Regions from separate parts of the Macaca mulatta genome. Here regions 1 and 2 are each linked to region 3. The links are chromatin contacts, called in public Hi-C maps. All regions are on one chromosome and are shown on one strand. Each heading gives the region's core, a stretch centred on a gene start, on an enhancer-like site or on the middle of the called end of the contact. The rest is flanking DNA. Distances are from core to core; before and after follow the strand shown. Region 1 holds the start of CFAP53 (cilia and flagella associated protein 53). Region 2 holds the start of CXXC1 (CXXC finger protein 1). Region 3 holds the start of RPL17 (ribosomal protein L17).

What was found. A called contact is a pair of places that touch in the nucleus more often than the background predicts.
Region 1: a Hi-C map of CD4 T cells shows a contact between it and region 3, with 7 times the contacts expected there. The contact joins the promoter of CFAP53 here to the promoter of RPL17 in region 3. A contact is called at or near these places in 2 of 14 Hi-C or Micro-C datasets (CD4 T cells and fetal cortex germinal zone).
Region 2: a contact with region 3 is called in a Hi-C map of fetal cortex germinal zone, with 4 times the contacts expected there. The contact joins the promoter of CXXC1 here to the promoter of RPL17 in region 3. A contact is called at or near these places in 2 of 14 Hi-C or Micro-C datasets (fetal cortex germinal zone and liver).

Annotation. Positions count from the first base shown.
Region 1 is chr18:42,037,362-42,040,548 of T2T-MMU8v2.0, forward strand. It overlaps CFAP53 (cilia and flagella associated protein 53), which reads left to right and starts at 1,825. Exons shown (of 9, transcript XM_015121974.3): 1 at 1,825-2,195. The coding sequence starts at 1,839.
Region 2 is chr18:42,016,165-42,019,228 of T2T-MMU8v2.0, forward strand. It overlaps CXXC1 (CXXC finger protein 1), which reads left to right and starts at 1,777. Exons shown (of 15, transcript NM_001266065.1): 1 at 1,777-1,950; 2 at 2,652-2,770; 3 at 2,871-2,971. The coding sequence starts at 1,948.
Region 3 is chr18:42,843,603-42,846,841 of T2T-MMU8v2.0, forward strand. RPL17 (ribosomal protein L17) reads left to right here and starts at 1,398. Exons shown (of 6, transcript NM_001193562.1): 1 at 1,398-1,450; 2 at 1,539-1,579; 3 at 2,342-2,476; 4 at 2,721-2,819. The coding sequence starts at 1,411. It overlaps LOC114673888 (small nucleolar RNA SNORD58), which reads left to right and starts at 1,243; the gene lies at 1,243-1,308. LOC114673886 (small nucleolar RNA SNORD58) reads left to right here and starts at 1,634; the gene lies at 1,634-1,698.

The sequences.
Region 1 (3,187 bases), core at 575-3,074, 810 kb before region 3:
CCCATCACCAGTGGCCTGGCCGCCCTGGGGCGTGGCATCCGTCCGGCGCAAACCCCAGTACCTGGGCTAGGGCCAGAGGGAAGCTGAGTGCCCCTCTTCAAATAGCGGTAAAACAGGCAAAACCGACCCAGGGTTAAATTTCGGAGCACGTCCAGGGTGAGGGCGGGGCTCGACGACCTAGGACGTTCGAGTGCAGCCGGGTGTCGCCAAGGGTCGGTTTACCCCATCGCCTCAGAAATTGTGACCAGGCCCTTTGGGCTGCACAACCTTGGGAATCCCCAGCGGGCGGCCCCGAATCGCCGCCGATTTTCCCAAGCCCTGCTCCGGGCCCAACGCGTTTTCGTTGCCGCCTTCCCGGAGGTGTGGTGGGGGAGGTTCCTCCCAGACCAATGGGCGGTCCCGGGGCCCGTTGAACTCGAAGATCAAAGAACCGCCCCTCTGGACACTCCAGGAAACCGAGACGACCACCTAATTTGTTTCTTTTTCTGTTCCAGGCCACGTAAACTCTTAGTAAATGCAAATGAGTGTTTTACTGAACTGCAATTGAACACAAAATGACAGAATTATTAAAAGATGATTAAAAGAGAAGAAAGACATTTCATGGCTGAAAAACTGAACCAGCAATTCAGGAAATGGAATTCATATTTAGAAACGTACCATATACAAAAGCCGAAGTGGGTGGTTTGCATATGATTAAGGAATGCTAATTTGCAGTAAATTGTGTCCTTAAGGAGGGTATACACATTAGTTGTACTTATTATACGTCAGTTTGACGTAGGTACTGATTTGTTGCATGTGCTCAAGTGTTCTATGCTCACCCCCACTTTTGGAGTACCAGAGTGTCATTCTTAATTGGCTTTTAGGTATCACCACCTTACTCTTGACTGGAAATGCAACTGTGGTTACTACCTGTGCTGCAGGTCCGTCCTGGTTCCCTGATTTGTGTTTCCTGTTCTGCCTGGATCCTGATTCTCAGAAACCAGTTACTGGACTTCTGATCCACATCCTGATCCTTCCACTGTGACCCTCAGACTCTTAATTATGCCCCACCAGGTCGTGCCACTGCCCCACTAGTCCATCTGATCTGTCCCCATCCTAGGATATCCTGAGTCTAAGCCCTGGTTTCTGCCGATGGCAAACAGGAAGATTTTATTATTAACAGCCTTTATTATTATTATTATTATTATTATTACTGGTTATTTGGTTTGACAAGGCACTTAGGCTCCCTGAGCTTTGCCTTAGCTGGAAAATAAGGATAGTAATGCTTCCTGTTCTATCAACCGTATAAGATATTTGTGGCCATGCGCGGTAGCGCAGCCTGTAATTCCACTTTGGGAGGCCAACGGGAGGGGCAGGGGGTAGGATCGCTTGAACCCAGGAGCAGGAGTTCCAGCCTGAGCAACATAGCGGGACCCCCTATCTCTTCAAAATTTGTTTTTAAATTAGCAGGGCGTGGTGGCGCAGGCTTTGTAGTCCCAGCTACTCTGGAGGCCGAGGCCCAGGAGGACGAGGTTGCAGGGAGCCCTGATCACGCCACTGCACTCCAGCCTGGGTGACAGAGCGAGACCTTGGCTCAAAAAAAGTCTGTGAGGTTCAAAGGTTGTGTGTGTGAAAATATCTTGGAAATTGTAAAGAACTACACAAATACAAGGTTTTCCTGTGATTATCACCGTTATCAAGATTAACCTAGAGATAGTGCAAAATTTAAGCTTCCCAAAAAATGTTCGCTAACCTTTCTCGTACCTTTAGACCATTACAGGATATAAATAGCAAAGTCAACTGGAATTGTAATTAGAGCTTCGATTTTTCTTGGGCTAGAGGATTTTTCTGCCATTCTGATGAACCCTAGAGGAAGGGAGCAAAGTCGGTGCGGTTTGGCCGAGGGGCGGGGTGAGGACCGCGCAGGCTCAGCTTCTCGGCTGGAAGAGGAAGTCGCGAGTGCAGGCGTCTGCGGCCCCCATGGTGACCAGACGGACTTCCGTCGTACCCGCCCACCTCTACCTGCCCCTAACCCCGCGAGGCGCACCATGGCAACGATACTTCTGCGTCGCGGAAGCGGTCCCGCAGGTCGCCACGGTTGGGGGAAACGCGGCGGACGCCGCCCCCATCCCGAAGGGGACTCGAAAATGTACAGCCAGCGGTTTGGCATCGTCCAGCGGGAGGTTAAGGGCCCTACCCCCAAAGTGGTGATCATGGTAAGCACAGGATGTGTCTGCCGGACCCTTCAGCTTTCTCCATCTCTGCACTCTCCAGGCCTGGCCGATCCCATTTCGGCCCCCCACCCGGGGCCTTCTCAAGGGGAACGGGTGCCGCCTAATGTAGTGGGTTGAATTTTGAAAGAAGGAAGATAAGGTCACTCACCTATTTACCCCACCTTTCACCCACTCATCCCCCTCTATTTTCATCCTTACAGCCTTTCATCTGCCCCCAAAGTTATAGTATTTAGGTTCTGTTTTTGGAGAATCACCACTAGGGATCTTAGGGTTTTTCAGTCTCCAAGACACCGGAAGGATGTCTGTACCCCATGCAGTGGCGAGTGTGTGTTATGGAAAGAGCACCCAGCCCAGAGACAGATCTGGGGGCAGGGCTGGCCTATGATTTGGAGCTGGTCTTTCACTCCTAGGAAAATCGTCTGGGGAAGGGGAATTAGGTTGTGAGTGGTTATAGCACCCAACGCCTTTCCTGTGCGAACTCAACCAGTAACCATTGCTGGACTGAAGTGTCCCTTCAGACCTGGGAAAAACACAGGTGCCTGCCTCTAAGGCTGGAATGGTGGTAGTAGGGCAGGGAAATATGCTTACTGCAGAATTTGATAGTTCCTGCTGAGAACCTCAGACACTATTGGTCCATACATGTAGATTCCTTCATTTCTACAAACTAGTTTCTACCCGCCAGAAAACTGCCATGTAGGCAGAATTATTGCTTGAGCCCCTGCTGTGTATGCAGTATTGTGGGAGATACAGGGGTGAATACAATGATCCTGGAAGGTTAATCCTTTACTGAAGCCTGAGCCCTCCCTTCAAGGAGCTTATACAGGTTAAGTATCCCTTATCTGAAATGCTTGGAACCAGAGATGTCTAGAATTTCAGATTTCTTTTGGATTTTGGAAAACTTGCATATACATAATGTAATATCTTGGGGAGGAGACCCAAGTCTAAACACTGAATTTATCTATATTTCATTACCT
Region 2 (3,064 bases), core at 527-3,026, 830 kb before region 3:
AATTTAGTTTTGGCTTGGTGGCATGGAACTTTAGCACGAGTGACTCCATTTTGGTGGGACCTAGAGCAGGAGCTCTGTCCAAACCAATGACCACCTATAAATTTGAACATGTCGAACAATATTTAGAGCTAATTACAAAGTAATTCTATCTTTAAGGAGTATCAACTAAGAAGAGGCAAGAGACCAAGCTGCAACGCAGGAGTTTATTGGGGCATTAGGAACTGCAATTCAGGAGACACAGATTCAGCTCGAAGTCAAATTGTACTCCAAAAAAGAGGAAGGGGAGTAGGACTTTTTAAGAAAAATAGAAAGGAAGCTAAGGATTACACAAGTTATTTTAAAGAAATTATTATTGGTGGAGGCGGCTGGCCAGCACCAGTCCATAGTTCATTGGTTGTTGTTCAGGAGATGAAGCGCTGGTGAAATATAGCTGGTTTCCAGGACGGTGTGGTCATTGCAGTTTTGACCAATTCAAGGGTTCCAGGCAAGTTCCTATTGTGTTTTAGTTTTGGTTTGTTTGTTTTCCTTTTTGCAAGTTTGCGAGGAGTCCTTAGAATGGCTTCCAGGCGGAGCGGGCGCGGTGGTTCACGCCTGTAATCCCAGCACTTTGGAGGGCCAAGGCTGGCGAATCACCTTAAGTCGGGAGATCCAGACCATCCTGGCCAACACGGTGAAAGCCCGTCTTTACTAAAAATACAAAAAATTAGCCGGGCGTGGTAGCGCAAGCCTGTAATCCCAGCTACTCGGAAGGCTGAGGCAGGATAATAGGTTGAATCCGGGAGGCAGAGGTTGTAGTGAGCCGAGATCGCGCCATTGCACTCCAGCCTGGGCAACAAAAGCGAAACTCCGTCTCAAAAAATGAGTAAATAAATAAATAAAAATTAGAAAGAATGGCTTCCAGGCTCCATTTTACAGCTGTTAACCAGAGTGACACCGTTTTGTATATCACATTTCACAAGAGATAATCAGGTATGAGCATACAGATCTATGTTTAAGAATGTTCGTTGCAACTTTATTTAGAATAATATTTGAAAATGTTCTAAATGCTAAACAATAAATCAATGTAAACTGTGCTTAGGCTTATTGTGCAGCTTATATAACTAAAATAAGATTTGATATTAGTTTAACAATTGTTTTTAAATAAAAATAAAATAAATAGAAGCCGAACCGTGCCAGGCCTGGCAGAAGAATGACAAGTGGGAGGAGTGAGAGCCGGAAAGAGTGGTGGCAGGTGAAGTCGGAGACGACAGAGGAACTGGTTTCCTCCGCCCCGCAAGGCACACAGCCTGCCGACACCCCATCAATACATGTGGAAGGGGAAAGAGACAGAATGGAGGAATGAATACAACTTGATCCAGGTAGCGTTTCGGGAGCGGCCGCTTTACCTGTGAACCTCTCTGCCTGACAAGCTGCCAATATACGGTATCAACCACCAAGATGGCGGCGCCCTTGAGGAATCCGCAAATAGGTCGCCGCCATGTGTCGCCAAGGAACGTACGAATTCGACCCTCGTACGGAATCAGATTCCAAGATGACGGCATCTATGAGGAAGTCACGCAGTAGGTGCAGCCATGTTGCCTGTACGTCCAGGCCGTACTAGCAGCCGCCGTACGGACTCTACTGACAAGGTGGCGACGCCCTCGGGAAAGCCACAATTGAGCGCTGCCATGTTCCCGGCGAACGTGTGGATTCGGCCACCATACGGATACGATAATCAAGATGGCGGCGCCTGAGGGTTCTTCGGGGGCTCTAGGCGAGCGACCTACTGGTTTGCGGCGGAGACGACGCACGGGGCTTGCGCAATAGGAGTACGCTGCCTGGGAGGCGTGACCAGAAGCGGAAGTAGTTGTGGGCGCCTTTGCAACCGCCTGGGACGCCGCCGAGTGGTCTGTGCAGGTTCGCGGGTTGCTGGCGGGGGTCGCGAGGGAGTGCGCCGGGAGCGGAGATATGGTGAGTACCGGGTTCAGGGAGGGGTTCGGCGGTGGAGGTTGGTGGGGTTGGCAACAGTGGGGTCTGTCGGCCGACTCAGGGGTCTGTGGTGAGCCGTAACCGGAGTCTGTGGACTGAACGGCGGGAGTCTGTGGGCAGAATGATGAACCATCTGGGAGTTCTATGGTGAGCCACGGTGGGGGAGTCCTTAATAGAAGTTTAGTGGGGACTCCGGGTGGCAGTTCCGTGGGAAACCGTGATCGGGGATTGTGAGGAGTCACACTGGGTGGTCTGTAGTGAGCCGTGACGAGGAGTTCGTGTCCGGGGATCCGTGGACAGCCGCGACTGGGGGTGGGTGCGGGTGCCAGGTGGGTCTATGAGGTAAACAGGGAGGGGTGCGTAGAGACCGCGATGGGAAGTCCGCAGTGAATTACGCGGGGTCTGTGAGGGCGCCACGATGAAGGATCGCGATGGCCCATTAGCGAGTGTGGACGCAGGGAGCGGGTGTCGGTGGGTGCGTGATGGGAAGTATGGAGCAAAGTAATAGGATGTCAGGGGAAGGGATGGAGGTCAGTGGGGACTGTGATGGAGAGGTTTTTGGGGGGCCCCGATGTGAAATCTGCAGGCAGAGTGGGGATCCCTGCTGACCATGGTGGAGCTGTAATGGGATAAGCCGCCACGGTGGGGGCTGTTTAAGGATCCGTAATGGGGGTATCCCGCAGGAGGGAGATGGTTCAGACCCAGAACCTCCAGATGCTGGGGAGGACAGCAAGTCGGAGAATGGAGAGAATGCGCCCATCTACTGCATCTGTCGCAAACCGGACATCAACTGCTTCATGATGTGAGCCCGGGAGAGGTGGGCGGGGCAGACACTAGCAGGGTGGGGTGAGGCCGATGGGCCGCGCCCCTCACATCTCCACCGCCTGCCCCATCCTCCGCAGCGGGTGTGACAACTGCAATGAGTGGTTCCATGGGGACTGCATCCGGATCACTGAGAAGATGGCCAAGGCCATCCGGGAGTGGTACTGCCGGGAGTGCAGAGGTGAGGGCCATGGATGGACAGGGAAGGCAGGTGGGGCTTCAAGGGAGGAGGAGGAGCCATAATGGGGGGTCATGGGGAGTAGTGATACACGTC
Region 3 (3,239 bases), core at 148-2,647:
AGATGAAGATCTAGAAGCAGTGGGAAACAATGAGGACATTGAACCAAACCCTTCAGTTAGTGCATTTTTCACACAGGTTATAACAAAATTGATTGGATGACATTCCCATCCTGAGAATTTCCTGATTACCATAATTACGTCTCATCCTTTCATCTTTTTAATTGACCATTTACAAACCACTTTCAGGGGTACAGGGCCACATAATCAAACCTAACTAATGCCGACGAATAAATAAAATGTTTCTTTCATATCTAATAATACGTAGATGTCCTAGAACTACAACCCTGTTTTTAATTGACTGACATTTAAAGCCTGAAATTTTTATTTCTGTATAAAAAAAAGAGAACTTTGAGACAGTCCCTAAGGAGGCAATTCGTTTTCACACGTTTTAAAAACATATTCCACACTCCCTTCCGCCTCCGCTCTCCTCCCTCCTCGGATCTCGTTTCATCAGCTACGAATCTCGCGAGAAGTCAAGTTCTCATGAGTTCTCCCAGAAGCCACCGCTCTTCCTCTTTCCCTAAGCGGCCTGAGGTGAGTGAGTGTCTTGTGGTGTTCCCGGGGCTGAATCCTCCTGCCATCGCCGCCATCCTGGCCTCTGGGGCGTCGGCCTCCAGGTCCCCGGGAGGAGAACTCCCAGAGCTACTAAATCCTCGCTGGAGGCGGTGGTTTCTTATGCGGGGGGACGTGGCGGAGGGCCCAACTTTGGGATCCGGGGCCGGTCGGTCTTTGAAGTCCGCAGAGGGACGTGATGGGCGGGAATGGGACGACCGGGCTCCTTCACTGGTGGAGCCGCCTGTGGTGCGTGCGGACTCCGGAGATCCAGTGTCCAGTGGTGAGTGATGGCCGAATACGCGTCACATTTGTGGCCGCAACGAGGAAAAGTTTTGGGGGAAATAAAGTCGGGTGGAGGCTTTACACATTTCTACAAGAGTGCTGCGTACCGGAGGGTTCTTAACGTGGGTCATAGCCCGAAGGTGTTGGGAGAGACCTGCAGCCCTGACAGCAAAGGGGTTTCTGTAGAGCGGGAGGGAGGAGGTAGAGGGTTGTAGTTGAGTTGTGCCATGCGGATGCGTCGAGTCATTTTACGCCTGGAAGATCCAGCATTGGATTGAAACAGGCTGTATTTTCTTCCAAAGGGTAGACTGGATTGGTGAGGTCCGTGTGGCTACTTTTGTGGAAGCAGTGCTGTAGTTACTGGCAGATAAAAGGGAAGAAAGCCCTGGGTGGAGGAAAGGATGGCTGCGATGATGGCATTTCTTAGGACACCTTTGGATTAATCATGAAAACAACTACTCTCTGAGCAGCTGTTCGAATCGTCTAATACTTGTCTAATAACTCGTATACCGAGTTACTGTAAGTACCTATTGACACAATTACACTGTACTTTCCTCCAGGTAATCTGTGAAAATGGTTCGCTATTCACTTGACCCGGAGAACCCCACGAAATGTAAGTGGACAGGAGATAGATACCTATTTCCTCCTTGGGGGTTGGCATAAGATGCCAAAACTTAACCAAAACGTTTTTTATTTTCTAGCATGCAAATCAAGAGGTTCCAATCTTCGTGTTCACTTTAAGGTATGCGATTCATAGTTGTGATCCAACAGTTCATGTTACACTCAAAAAAGGTAGCTGCGGTGATGACTTTCTTAGGACACCTTTGGATTTACCGTGAAAATTAATAAATTCTGAGCGGCCACCTTATATTTAGGCATTGATCATCGGGGTGTAAGGATGTAGGGTTTGTGAAATTGAGTAAAAGTACCAGAAAGACATTTGAAAACCTAGGGTGCAGACCACGATGGGAAATGTTAATGGTACTACATGATGATGGAATAAATGGAGTTTGGGGGTTTTGTCTAGCTTCAACGAAGTTTCCCTGGGTTTTAGTCACAAGGGCTTTTTTTGTTAGTTTGTTTTTTGTTTCTGAGATGGAGTCTTGCTTTGTTACCCAGGTTGGAGTACAGTGGTACGATCTCGGCTCACTGCATCTTGCATCTCCTGGGTTCATGCAATTCTTCCTTAGCCTCCTGAGTAGCTAGGATTACAAGCATGCACCACCACGCCTGGCTAATTTTTGTATTTTTAGTAGAGACAGCGTTTCACCATATTGGTCAGGCTGGTCTTGAACTCCTGACTTCACCCACCTCAGCCTCCCAAAGTGCTGGGATTACAGGTGTGAGCCACCATGCCTGGCCTAGTCACAAGTTTTTTTTAATTGCCTTGCCCCCAAAGAATAGAAATAACTTGACATTTTGAAAAGCCAAAAATTTCACATTTACTTTAAAAAGTAAACAATGCTTTGATCTAGTTAACCAACACTTTATTCTTCACTCTTAGAACACTCGTGAAACTGCCCAGGCCATCAAGGGTATGCATATTCGAAAAGCCACGAAGTATCTGAAAGATGTCACTTTACAGAAACAGTGCGTACCATTCCGACGTTACAATGGTGGAGTTGGCAGGTGTGCCCAGGTGAGAATTCTTAGTTGCCATTTGAAGAGACAAAATTTAATGGAAAAGTGATGGGATAGGATAAGAATGCCTAAGATCTCTGCCGATAAACCTATTTCTGGTTGCTGTAATGACAGAGGACACCTTGGATTGATGGTGAAATAAACCATGTTCTGAGAAGCCATGATGTCGGATCAAATAGATTCATCTTGGCTGTAATGTTAATTTAAATCAAGGAAAATGACTAATCTCCATTTTCTTTCAGGCCAAGCAGTGGGGCTGGACACAGGGTCGGTGGCCCAAGAAGAGTGCTGAATTTTTGCTGCACATGCTTAAAAATGCAGAGAGTAATGCTGAACTTAAGGTACCCAAACCATTAATATCCTGTGCAACTTGGGTGGTTTAATTAATGTTGGCTCTTCAGATCTATGTCCTTGATTTTAAAATTTTTACCTCCAGTTTCCACGGAACTAAATTATTTCCTTTTTTTTTTTTTTTTGAGTCCCTTTATGGCAGAATTCTGTGAAGATCCAGAAGCGTGCCTCTGTGGTCTCTTTAAGCCTAACATTTAGTATTTCTGTTTTTCTGCTGTCTTTTTTACACTGGAGGTACTTTACCAAGGGCTTTTAACCCTTTTTGTGCCATACACCTTTTTGGTAGTATGGTTAATTATCAAAGTTACTGCCTTGGCAGTGATTAATGTGGTTTGTGACCTGCCTTCATAAAGAAGAGCCATGTTACATTTCGGAAAGAAATTGTTTAAAATTTCAACAAGTGTAAACAA